Linked DNA regions of Mus musculus: regions 1, 2 and 3 are each linked to region 4. Evidence: chromatin contacts called from public HiChIP or PLAC-seq and promoter capture Hi-C data. All regions are on one chromosome and are shown on one strand. Each heading gives the region's core, a stretch centred on a gene start, on an enhancer-like site or on the middle of the called end of the contact. The rest is flanking DNA. Distances are from core to core; before and after follow the strand shown. Region 1 overlaps Wasl (WASP like actin nucleation promoting factor). Region 2 holds the start of Cadps2 (Ca2+-dependent activator protein for secretion 2). Region 3 has its middle 25 kb from the start of Hyal6. Region 4 holds the start of Pot1a (protection of telomeres 1A).

Evidence for each region. Promoter capture Hi-C pulls out the DNA fragments that hold promoters and counts their contacts. HiChIP or PLAC-seq counts read pairs in DNA pulled down with a chosen protein or histone mark.
Region 1: a contact with region 4 is called in a promoter capture Hi-C map of the HPC-7 cell line. The contact joins the enhancer-like site here to the promoter of Pot1a in region 4. A contact is called at or near these places in 11 of 39 promoter capture datasets (the 3T3-L1 cell line, 3T3-L1-derived adipocytes, the HPC-7 cell line and 6 more), 5 of 115 datasets of contacts at active chromatin or transcription factors (double positive thymocytes, embryonic stem cells, large pre-B cells and 2 more) and 2 of 9 other capture datasets (adipose tissue and liver).
Region 2: a promoter capture Hi-C map of liver shows a contact between it and region 4, with 4 times the contacts expected there. The contact joins the promoter of Cadps2 here to the promoter of Pot1a in region 4. A contact is called at or near these places in 2 of 39 promoter capture datasets (hippocampal neurons and liver) and 1 of 115 datasets of contacts at active chromatin or transcription factors (astrocytes).
Region 3: a contact with region 4 is called in a FOXA1 HiChIP or PLAC-seq map of pancreatic cancer cells. The contact joins the enhancer-like site here to the promoter of Pot1a in region 4. A contact is called at or near these places in 3 of 39 promoter capture datasets (cranial neural crest and hippocampal neurons) and 4 of 115 datasets of contacts at active chromatin or transcription factors (embryonic stem cells, large pre-B cells and pancreatic cancer cells).

Annotation. Positions count from the first base shown.
Region 1 is chr6:24,644,366-24,647,311 of GRCm38.p6, forward strand. The region is part of intron 1 of Wasl (WASP like actin nucleation promoting factor); the gene reads right to left. Among named protein-coding and RNA genes, the nearest start is that of Wasl, 19 kb to the right of the region's middle. Within about 2 kb of position 1,481, at least 49 of the 459 cell types and tissues checked have an H3K27ac peak or open chromatin away from gene starts, as enhancers often do. A contact at or near this core is called in the HPC-7 cell line and adipose tissue, where this site is marked.
Region 2 is chr6:23,837,932-23,840,987 of GRCm38.p6, forward strand. Cadps2 (Ca2+-dependent activator protein for secretion 2) reads right to left here and starts at 1,490. Exons shown (of 30, transcript NM_153163.4): 1 at 859-1,490. The coding sequence starts at 1,206.
Region 3 is chr6:24,706,456-24,709,862 of GRCm38.p6, forward strand. No RefSeq gene overlaps it. Among named protein-coding and RNA genes, the nearest start is that of Hyal6, 25 kb to the right of the region's middle. Within about 2 kb of position 1,251, at least 36 of the 459 cell types and tissues checked have an H3K27ac peak or open chromatin away from gene starts, as enhancers often do. A contact at or near this core is called in pancreatic cancer cells, where this site is marked.
Region 4 is chr6:25,807,836-25,811,038 of GRCm38.p6, forward strand. Pot1a (protection of telomeres 1A) reads right to left here and starts at 1,383. Exons shown (of 18, transcript NM_133931.5): 1 at 1,340-1,383.

The DNA.
Region 1 (2,946 bases), core at 231-2,730, 1.2 Mb before region 4:
TCTGGTCATGTTTTATCACAGCAACAGAAAATTTGCTAATAAAATCACTAGCCCAGATCTCTGGCCAAGGCAATTCTCTGGTGAAATCTGAATGGCAGAAATGGGATTTTGTTTGGCTTTCACATGGACACAGTCCACATCACTGAGAAGTCAAAAATCTCCAGCAAGACTGTGAGCAGAAACCATGGAGGAATACTGTTTGCTTGGTCACAGGTCCATGCTAGCTTTCTTATATAGCCCAAGACCACTGGCCAGAGATGACACTATCCACGGTAGACTGGGTCCTCAGACATCAATTATAAAAGAAAAAACAAACAAACAAAAAAACAAATTCCCCTGCAGACATGTTCACAGGCCAATCCCATAATTCTAGGCTATGACATATTGACAAAACTAACTAGGATAACAACACCCTATAGTGTGGGGACTAAGTTTACCCCAGAATGAGCATCCATGACATGAACACTGTCATGTCAGGGACATCAATACTTCAGATGGGAATGATAAAGACTGGGTCTGGCTTAGGGGAATGGCAAGGCCTTCCCTGGTCCTAATATAGATGCTGACCAACTGTTGACTTTTAGCTAAAATCAAGTGTGTGATGAAACCACATTCTTGGTCCTACTGACAGCAGGATCATGCCCCCCCCCCCAGGCTATTCCCATACAGAGAACCCCTCTAAGATTATCTAACTGCTTCCTCATTCACGTAAATGTACTGAATATCTAAGAGGTTGATACATCTCTATCTAAATGCATGGCCCACCAGATCTCAGCTTCAGTTTCTTGTGTCTTTCCTCTTAATCTTCTACCACTTCCAGGAAGGTTTCTAGGACGCTGACACACAGGCTGGAACACTGTACTTTTTCTTCTGGGCAGTCCTCCTGAGACTGATCTTGTTCACTCAATGATTTGCCCAGCACTGACATCACACTGGGTTCAACAGTTCCATCTCAATATGATGCTTTGACAAGGCTATTAAGCCCTACCATGGGACTTCCCAGATACTTTTAGCTTTCTGGGCTAGCTAAGAAGGCATTCTACTAAAGTATAGTTCTCTTTTTATGGTTCCCCACAGAGGCCTTGCCAGAGTTAACAAATGATAGGTAGGGGTGGTCCTCCCTGTGTTGCTCCTGCTCAGTTCTAATGAGGAAAATGCCTCCAATCAACTTCCCCAAATTGAACTATTTTCTCTGTTGGAGGAACGTAGAACGAAAGCCGTAACTCAACAAAACAGAACAAGCCCTACCAGGAAGTTTCTACAGTACGAGTTTTTCCATGCTGCTTTGCCACCAACTCTGAGTACCTGAATGATAGAACTGAGTGCAGCCTCTGCCCCCAAACAAATGCCCACCTATCAAGACTGCTCTCCTTTCCATGGCAGAGTCTGTGTTCAGGAGTTGCATGGTGGGCTGTCCTAGTCAAAAGACAATAGTTCTTAAGTAAAAGTCCCCATAATCCACCCTCTCTCAGAGGCAATTCCTCTATGCTTATGCCCCTACTGTTGAGTAATTGCAATGTGCTGACTAAACCTCTTTTAGTAAGGAGGGAGGGAAGGAGAGAAAATGGGAGCTAGTGAGTCTTCTTTTCCAGGGGACTGGTTTCTTATAAAGGATCAGGGTTGGAGTTAAGCTAACTCTTCTTTAGTGGATAGGAAATACCAAGAAATAGACGCGACAAAAAGCTACTACATGCTCCCAAACAAACGAATTCATTTTACAAAACACCGCAGTTAGAAGCTTCTGAGGGATGAGAAATGTGTTACAGAAGCAAAATAATATACAGTATTTTTTTTAAAGGGGGAAGGGGTTGTAACTAGCCTATAAGAATCCTAAGAGGCAAGTTATCATGGTTAAAAAAAAAATCTAGGAAACACCAGAATAACAGTTTGTGTCCTACAATAAAAAAGGACATTGGGCTAAGTAAATAGTGCATAAAATGTAAAGTATCCAAGTGTTTACATATACAATGTAGTCTTATCATGTAGGTGTTAAAATCAGTTCAATGAAGTATTTGGTCTACTTAAGGAAGGATAAATAAAGGGTAACTCATGTTAAAGAAAGAAATACTTTTAGCAAAATCATTAAGGATTGAAAAATTCTACACTAATTTAAATCTTTCAACCTGAAAATTATCCAAATTATATGCAACTAAAAATTTCACTATAACTAAGAAAAATATTTGCTTATTCCATTAAATAAACCAGTTTAACTGTACAACAGGGTATTATACGTGGCTTTAAAGAAAGGAAGGAAGGAAAGATTCTTCTTAAGTAATAATGAAGGTTATGTGAACCAAACAAGATGTGAAATGAAAAGGCAAGAGTATATAACAAATGTGCAGAGGATGAAACAAAGTTCTATGCATTTGCCCTAAGCAAGCATGAAGGTGAAACTAGTTCCCAGGGCCACCTTCCTAGTCCTTTTGTGTTTAAAGAGGAGAGGAACAGCTGGGAAATGCAGACAAGTAGATAAGAAACTTGTTAATTTTTACATAGCTATTTTTGCTTTAAAATCAGGTATATGTTTGGATTTTTAAAACTTAAATGACCTGTTCAAGTCACAGCATGGTATTAGTCTTGCAAAAGATCATCTTTCTGACAAACTGCAATCTAGGAAAAATTAGCATTTGAGCCTCATGCTTTGAAATTAAAAGTAAGGATTGCTTAATACCATGCTATGTTGCCACAGAAGCTACAGTTATAAGCAAGCTTTGTCTCCCAGAGGTAAAGGCCTAACCAGAACAGGTAAAAGTAAAAGTAACTGACTTTGGATTCGAATTCTGTTTGTCATTCTGCTTTATAACTCTCTATTAGCCAAGCCCTTAAATATAGCCACAGACAGGTACCTACATATATGTACAACCATGTTTAACTTGTTGGACTTCCACATAAACGATCAAAGAGGAAGGACATAGAAAAGCAATGCTAATCTGATAGCAAATAACC
Region 2 (3,056 bases), core at 240-2,739, 2.0 Mb before region 4:
TATTCCACTAAAGGGTTTCCCTGACTATTAAGGGTTTCTATTCTACACATTTACCCAATTAAGGTGATTGAAGTTGTTCCTTTTGTGTATGGTACAGAATATCAGATTTCTGGGGTCCCGTTTTAAAACAACTAAGGGAGACATTTTATCTGACAGAACTTCTGTAAATCTTTAGGGAAGGAGCCATAAGCAAAGCATTAGCTAGTCCTTCACCTGTCATTAACAGTGGACTTCATTAAGCCTGCCATGGCCTAGAATTACTCATAGCCTCTCTGGATGCATAGCTTCCTCGCTGTTTGCATGTCATGCCCTGATTGTTTAGCCACACAGAAAACTTAGCAATATAACTTTGCTTTTAATTCACCAAGAAAATGTCTAGTCCCTTGCCCTAGTGGAGATTTCTCTGTTATGGGAAAGTATCCGTGTTCCACCTGCTTCATCTAGCTACACACTCAGTCTGTCTTAAGGGCAAAGCCCAGCTCATACACCCCACAGCAGCCCAAATTAAAGTTGTTGCGAGTTGTATTCTAACCCTGTCCCAACCTAATCTGCCCAGGTTTAATTACTGCAGGACCTGCAAGGTGGGATCAGCTGATCAGTCCATGTCTTGGGGATGGTGAGGTGCAGCTGCCAGCTCCTGCCAGTTCAGGCCAGCTCTGGTTAGCTCCGGCTGGGGTTAAAGACCTAAGCACTCCAACCTGTCCCAGACACCCCTCAAAGACCTACTAAAATAGTGTCCAGCCCTTCGCAGAAGGACGGCAGCAGGTGCCCTGAACTCTCCCAGGAGAAAGCCCCCGGGGGCGGGAGGATGAGAGGGGTAAGTGGCCGCGGGAGGCTCCCAGTCCCGCCGCCACTCACCTTCTGCTGCCTCCGGGCCATGTCGGTGGGCTGCTTGGCGTTGAATGGGTACGCGATGCACCTCACCACGAAGACGTAGAGCTGCAGGCGGATGCGCCGCTCCTGCTCCTCGTCCAGCTGCAGCTCGGGCTCATTTCGCCCCTCGCTGAGTACCGAGGGGCTCGGGCTCACGGGTCTGGCCGCTCCGCCGCCGCTGCCACCACCGGAGCGTCCCGGCGCGTCCCGCCGCCCTTCCCGAGCCGCGGCCGGCGGCGCTCGCTGGGAGACGCCCGGCGCCACCAACACCTCGCGGCTCTCCTCCTCCAGCCCCTCGTCCGACTCCTCCTCGCTGGAAGACGGGTCGAGCATGGTGCTGGCTGGGACGCCTGGGCTTGGCCCGCGATCCCTGGGGCTTCTCGCCGAGCGCAGCTGTCCCCGCGGGTCCGCGGGAACCTAGGTCGGTGCGCCGCGGCCGCAGAACGAAAGGGAAAGTGGCCCGGGCTTTCCGGACACGTCGAGTTCGGCGCCCGAGTGTTTGCCGCGGCCAGGACGCGGGGCGGGCGAGCGGAGCGGCGGGAGGCGAGAGGCGGAGTTAGCGCGGGGGCGCTCGGGGCGCCCGGGGACCGCGCGCCCAGCCTCGGGCGTCCAGCCCGCGCGCGCGCCCAGCCCCGCCGCCGACCCCCGCCGCCCGCGCAGGTGAGGAACCTGTGGCGCCTCCCGAGCAACACGTGGAACGGAATGTCGAGGAGCGGACGCGGGGACGCGAAGTGCGCGTGCGCGCGCCGCCGCGCCCGCCACCGCCTGGACCGGGCGGCGGGTGTGCCGGGCGCCCCGGAGCGCGCAGTTTGCAGAGGGCGGGTGATGCCGAGCCCAGACGAGCACAGACGACCCCGGGCCACCATGCACCCAGTAGTCCTGCAGGCTTTCTGTAGGGGTGGCGGCGGGATAGGGACGGGGAACAAACACAGTCTCCAAGAGAGAGCTCCGGACAGTGCTGGGACCTGATTTGTGAAACCTGAGTGCTGAAAAGTGGGACCGGCTGCCTTCCCCTCGAAGTATTATTCTTTCTAGGAGACTTGAAAAAAGTCTCTCTCCCTTCGTTGCAGTGGGACACTCTCCAAGAAGTCCAAATTGTAATCGTCACAGCACGGGCATTAAAAGAAAAGTTGGCGCAGCGGCCGGTCCGGTCCGGGGTGGGGTGGGGTCTTTTAAACTGGTAGGTATTCCTGTTGTTTCCGGCAAACCCGCGAGCAAATTAGATTTTACGTTTGAAAAATGAAACTCTGACAAACACAGCTCAGTTGTTTCCTATGTTGAGATAGAACTGACTCAAACAAAACAGGTTGTTTTGGGTGGACAGACATTCAACAAACACCCGAGAGAAGGCCGGTGTCCAGCATTGTTAGCTTATGACAGAGGCACAAGCGAGGGCACACAACACAAAGTCGCTCTCTTTCCTGGCCTCAAGTGGGCGTCTCATAGCGGCACCTGAAGGCTGAATTATCTGCGCCGATTTTCTCGATGCTAGAACTGCCTCGCAGTTTCTTTTGCCATTCTGTAACTTCTGTCCTGAGCTCAGACAGAAGGGGAAATGCACAAAACAGGCATTCAACACATGGAACAGTGTGCGGTGGCATTCCAGCAAGGAGGATGCAGATCTCCAGGGAATTAACAGGACAAATTAAGCACCCACCAGCCCTGAGCTTCTCTGTCCCAGGGCCAAGCCGCAGTTTAAACTTTTCCAGGCCATTTGGTGGTTAGATACACAAAAACACTTTCCTTCTGCATCTACTGATGCTGTCCCTCAATGGAGAAAAAAGAGGGCATTTACTCCTAGGGAGCCTTCTCCATTAGTTAATCCTTGATTTTGGTCCCTTAGTAATAAAAAATGTTTCATGCCTACTAGCTGATGGTCAATGGTAAGGAAAAAATATATATATATGTGTGTGTGTGTGTGTGTGTGTGTGTGTGTGTGTGTGTACATATATTAAAATTGATGTATTTGAAGACTTTTTGCAAAACTCTGTGAGAGTATTTATCCAAAGTGATTATCAAAGTAACCTCCTAAGGCAGATAGGTGACATTATTAACGACACTATTTTTTTTTATATTTTATTTTTGGAGGAGGGAGATTTTCGAGACAGGGTTTCTCTGTATAGCCCTGGCTGTCCTGGAACTCACTCTGTAGACCAGGCTGGCCTTGAACCCAGAAATCTGCC
Region 3 (3,407 bases), core at 1-2,500, 1.1 Mb before region 4:
ATCCACTGATTTGGGAAATGAGGTAAAAGAGAACCATAGTGGGGACACTTGATGGAGCAGAGCTGGGTTAGCTAATGGTGGATAAGGCGTGGGGGGGGGGTGGCTTGGGACAATTTATATTCCTTAAAGGAATGTCTCAGTGATCTACTTCTTCCTCTGAGCTCTACCTCCTCATTGTAGCCCATTCAGCTATGAATCCACCAATGAAATTCATGGATGATTCATTGATGTATCTAGCACTCTCACCATCTCATCACTTTGATTCTAATCTAGCTTTAAATACATGGCCTTTGGCAAGAATACTATTGCATACCATAACAGAAGCCTTTGAGGCTAAGAAGGAGAAGAGGAGGCAGAGACCCCGTCTCCTGAGTCTGCACATCATGGCCTTTGTGGTTAGGTAAAGTCAATCGTGAGAAACAGAATAAAACCAACGAACAAAAATAACATTGCATCTGCTAAAATTCAATGCCAAGGCACAGAGATGGGATTATTCTACTAGCTCCAGGATCATTGTGAAATATTTTTTTCTCAGGGGAATGCTAGGTGACAAAAGCCTTGTAGAAAATTAAAATGTCAGCTAACTGAGGTGTTTGTGTCTTCACGAAGAGAACTGTATAGAGCAGCAACCTAAGATAAGTGTGGATAAGCCGTGAGCTGCTGGGGGCAGGTTAAGGAGACAGAGAAACAAAAGGAGACTAAAATCTGACCTCTGGTTTTAACTACTCTGACTATAAGATAGCAGGCAGTCAGTCCATCGTGATATAACACAAAGGGCAGCAAAACCTTTAACAGCTTGAAGAGAAACTTCCTTAGGTGTGCTAACCCTGCACCCGAGAAATAGTGACTCACCACCATGAGCAACAGCCCTTGGACACACCCTTTCAATAAAAGGAGTAGGAGTCTCATAAACTATTTTAGCAAGAACTTCCTCAAGTACAAACTTGGCCACTCTGTGGAGTGTGTGTGTGTGTGTGTGTGTGTGTGTATACGCTCGTGCATTTACATTATAGCAACATGATATTTCTCTAAATAAAAATTCAGTTCTGGCCTTTGAATATCATTTACTTTTCATCAGTAGAATAAGAAATTTTACTGTAGTTTTAGTTCTTTGAAGTTTATCTTTAGAAAATGCTTTCATTTCAGGCTATTTATGACAATAAGTTGTCAGACGCCCTAGTCCAAACTACAAGGTAGCCAGGGCCCCAGTGCAGACATTTTAGCTAGCAGTGACATCACAATTAGGCTTATATACCTTGCTGTGAGGCTCATATAGAACCTTACATTTTTCACTAGCAGGGACACCACTCACTTGGCTCAACTAGAACATGTGCCACAGGCCTCAGTGTGACCTCACTACAGGGCTGGTCAGGGGAAAACAGAAGTTTCGAGGTTTCACAGCTGCTGACAGAGTCCCTGGAAAGGATTATTTTGGAATATTTCTATTTTGCTAAAGAAGGGAAAGAGACCAGTCGGAAATAGGAAACCAACAAGAAAACAAGACTGTCAGCATTCAAAACTGATTACTGTGGAGTTACTTTGTGTCAAGGAAAAAAACAAACAAACCACAGAGTTCCAGAAACTTCTTTAGTGAGGATTCTTTTAAAGAGCTTTTGTTGAGTGTATTTTGCTACAAATGAATATACTTACCTTAACTCTGTAATGAGCCTTGATTTGTTCTTGCCAGTTTTCACTGTGGCTGCCAACTCCATGGGACATAAGGACCATGTTTCCAGGAAACTCTCGCAGTGGCAAGGCAGGGTTATGTGGCCATCATTCTTTAGTGCTGTAAATACTTTAGAATGGAGTCAGCAGCTCCCGAGCTGTGACATCCTCCAATCTGGCGACTAGCAGGCTGTTAATTATGCCCGACTCCCTGAGTTCAGGAAAGGAAGCGTTCTTCTCCTTAGTCCAAACCAGTGGGTGCTTTACTCTCAGTCTATCATTCGCTTAAACAGTTGTGGCGTGAGCATCTATTACATATTAAATGTGTTGGTTTTTTTTTTAGAGTGCACAAAACAAAACAACCTCTCACTGGGATTAGACAGCCACAGTGCCTATTTTATGGGATTGTAGGCAATATGTAAATTGTAATTCAGAAGATTGGCATTCAATTTTCTACTTATTTAGCATTTGATGGCTAACCTACCTTGAGCTGGATAAACTCCTTAGTCTTAGCTTCCCCATCTTTAAAATGGGAACGATGATACTTATATCATAATGATCTGAAGATTGCAAGAGAATGTGGGGCAAAGTATCTCACTGAGGCAACAAGGAGTCCAACTTCTCTTTCCCAAACATACCTCTGCCTCCCCTTGGTCTTTGTAGGTTCTTGACCTCTGAGCTGAATGAAAGTGTGGGGCCATGAAGTACAGAATGCTGACCTACCAAAGTGCTGTGCAGTAGATTAAACTGAAAACGTTGCCAGTATGTGCAGCCTCCGACTGTTATCCTCCAGAAAGCAAAAACTTTCAGTCCCTTGTTTCCAAAAGAGTCAAGTGCTTGCACAGAAATAAAAAGACAAAACAAAGCCATCCTTGCAAGAATCACCTACCTTTTCTAAGCTTTCTTGTATACAAGCAGTTACATAATAGTCCTAATCCCAGGATCTGAAATTCTGTCCTGCAATACTCCTTAACAGGGACAGGTCTCATTTAAACCTTTTTTGAATGAATTTTAACTTATTATTTGACGTTTCCACACATGTGTACAATGTAGCTTGATAATATCCATCCATATTCCTTTTCTCCATCTTAACTTCTCCTGCCTATGCCAATATTTCTTTCTTCCAACTTAATATCCCACACCCCCTTTTAAAAAATAATTCATTGAGTCCAATTCCTGCTGCCCATAGGCATATGGGTGTGGAACCATACACTGGGGTAGGGAAAGTCTACCAGAATTTAAAATTTTAATTTTGGAATATGCTTCTCAATGGTCATACTCCAAACTTGACTATTCCTTGACCAAGAAGAGTCAGGCAGTAAGCGTCTTGGTTTCAAAGCCAATCATCGATTACTGACACTTTGTTTTATATCTGATAGTGCCTATAACCCATGATGGTCTAGATGTCTCTGAGCAGCCAAGGATTTCTTTGTACACTTGATCTTTTGCCTCGGTTCCTGAAGAATATATTACACACATACACCAATATGCCTACTAAATGGGAAATGGGATATGGTCATATATTCTACCGACTTAGCTATAGCCTCAGCTCCTAGAATTTTTATTATGATTTTTATATCCTCTAAATGCTCAACAACTGCTTTGGTTCAATTAGATGCCAGCTTATGTTTACCAACAATGCCCAGGGTTTCTTGTATTCATTATGATTGATTCCATGCGTGCCCACCTCCACACATGCAGGCCTTACTGTGTTTACGATACTTTTCACACAATTAAAAAAC
Region 4 (3,203 bases), core at 133-2,632:
GAAACAGGCTGTCTAAATTCAAATACCATCTCTGCCATCTATTAGCTATCTGATCTCAGGAAAATTACTTAACCTTTCTGAAATACAGCACCTTTGTCTATATAGGTAAGCTATAAAGCATCAATGTCACAAGTCTTTGTGATAATTAAACAAACTAACATACACACAACACCAAAATGCCATACAACAGAAAAAAAATACTAAATTGTACTGTTCACTTAGCATTAAATGACTATTTTTTCCTAACCTTTCTATCACTAATTCAAATCTTTATCAACTCTTACATTCATTGCTGTCCTTACCTAATTGGATTTTCTCCCTTTAAGCTTTCTATATCCTATATATTCTTTGTACAGGAGGCAGAGGAGGTTCCTCTATATGTCTTTCTCCTGCTAACATCTAGTATGAAATTAACAGTTTTACAACAGCATCCAAATTCTTCAGCATACACGACTGTCAAAAAGGTTAAATACACTGTGTCACACTGAAAGTCTCAGTTTTAATTTCTTAATCTAACATATGAAACCAAAAAGCTATCTCATGTTCACATATCATACTGCTACACATTACTAATTGGAATTAATAATGGTCAGATATATTTATCTTGGACCTTAGAAACGTTTTCCATTGTATCATAAAATAATATGCTCGTTATGTGACTGCTGGAAAACTGTAAACTGATATATTCAGTCTCAGTTGTAACTGTAAAAATAAAAACCAATCTCTTACAAAGATACGAAATATAAAGTATGGGTATTCCTTCTCGGAGGAAAATGTTTTCTGAGTTAACAACCTTCTTAGCTGGATTTCCACTTAGCTTTTGTATTTAAAAAACTTCTAAGATTTTAGATGTTACAATTTCACCAACTTCACCTTGGTATCTTAAAATGTTGGACGTGGGGGCGGGAGATAAGCACGGGTTTTATTCTTTAACCCCTTTGTCAATGAAAATATTGTGTACGCACACTGTACCAAAAAGCTTCCTGATTTCAAAACTGGCATTGGTTGCCTCCTCCCTCAAACTCGTAAATATCCTAAGAGAAACTTGCAATTGATGTTAATCTGTGAACTCTAGGTTGAAACTTCTCAAACTCCTTGCCTGGGCTACTCAATAGCATCGCTGCTTAACGAATAGAGACCAACCGTCCCCAAAACACTCAGCAGCATGAGGGAGGACTTGGATCTGTTCACGTCTCTTCCCGATAGGGATCGGTCAACACTAACAGTACGTGTAACAGCATTTCTGCAAATCTGCACCAAATTTTGCAGTGAAGAGTCCTCGTTATATTTACCCAGGGTCGGCCCGCAGCGAAACCCAAACCTCCCCAAATTCACTCACCAGCAAAACCCGCGGACAACTAAAGTCTGGACCTAGGCGCCTGTGACGTCATGCACGCGCGCGGGCGCGAGCAGCTTAGTTCACGCATGCGTACTCCGCTAGAATTGCAGTGTGGCTGGCCGGGAACTCCCGGGTAAACAAGAAGAGGAAGAAGAGGGCGGAGCCACAGCAAGCTGTGTCTCAGCCACCAAGGCTGCTTGCCCCTCCGCTCCTTGGCTCACGCGGATTTCCGGTTGCCCAAAGGAGACAATCCCCAGCCTGCAGGGCGAGCCGGACCAGTTTAGGATCAGCCATTAAAGGCTAGCCACACAATCCAAAATAAGAGTCTTAAATCCTGTAGCAAGTGAGAACTCTATTCTAAACCAGGCTGGTTCCAGATTCCATTCTGTCGACTGGAAGCCCCTGACGCTAAAGCTTTTATTCTAAGTTAAACATTCAAATACGACTTTTCCAAGGCTATAAATACATGATGGTGATGATGTTATTTGTTTTATAGCACTTTGGTGACATCTGGGGTATTTTCAGGTAAACTGAAGAACCTTGCCATTATTTTCTAAAGCTTTCTTCTCTTTCCCCACTCCCCGTGTTCATAAAATATAAGTGAACCAGGAATAACAACTAAAGTGGAATTCAAGGACTGCCCATTAGAGGAGTATAATAAGGCCCAGATCCATACTGTTAGTCACTTCACACAGTTGTGAAATACTATTTATCCGCTAAGTTTAGCCACTGTATGGATTTTGGATCCTGTGCACTTTGGTTGAGAGCAGGGAACCGGAAGATTCTTCTAACTCCAGCTGAGGTCCTGGAGGCAGCAACTTTGGCAATAAGCAAGCAGGGAATCAGAGAAATTAACAAGAACCATCAACCAAACTGGTGACATACTGGTCAAGAGAACCGTTATTGCTGGTGATAGCTTCATTATAATAACGGGTTAACATTCTTCGGGAGTGGGAGGAACAAACATAAGCATACTTTGAAGCTTATTTCAAGTGGCTTGTGAACAAAGTCCCCCTTTCCCAGGAAGAACAACCCTTTTTCTGAGTGAAATGCACAATTGTTGTTTTACGAATTCCCGGTCTGTTAAATAAGCTGCTGTACTTGTGTTTTTCACAAAGCGTTGCTTTCGCTTCAGAATTAATCCCCCATCTGATCTGTGTCTGACTTCAGACAAAGCCTATACCCAGTTGGTGCCACATTCACTTCCACCACAGTCAAATCCCGTCTATCCTCCTAGTGCATGGTCATGTTCTCCTCATTACTTTCTCTCAGTATTTAAACACATTCTTCTACATTTGAAGTTTACTAGGAGCAGGGATAACGGTTCTATTTTACAGCCAAGACTGTATATAATGGCTGCTAGCTTTAGGAGCTAAATATTCATTGGATGAACAATACTCCAGGGAAAAACATGTTTCTTTTCTTACCTTTAACATCAGCCTTTCCATCCTTCCCAAACCCCCAGCTGATTACATGGAAATGTTCCTTAACTAAAACAGGAATACTCTGTGTTGCTAAGCCAAAAGGAGATACTTAGTCTCAAGAAGTTTTTTACTAAGTCCAAAAGCACTGTGGTTTTATTGTCAAAATTTGTAAACTCATCTTATTAGCCAAGGATTTTCCCAAGTTGTGTGAGTTTTCGTTCTTTATTTAAATTATTTTTTACAATAAAAAATACAATTACATCATTTAGCTTCTTTTTTTTTCAATCCAACTACACCCACTTATGGCCACTCCTCACTCTTCAATTTCATGTTTTTTTTTTCCTTAAGTACATACATTCCTTAAGTACATACATACATACATACACACACACACACACACACACACACACACACACACACAGAGCATATACCTTAAAAAG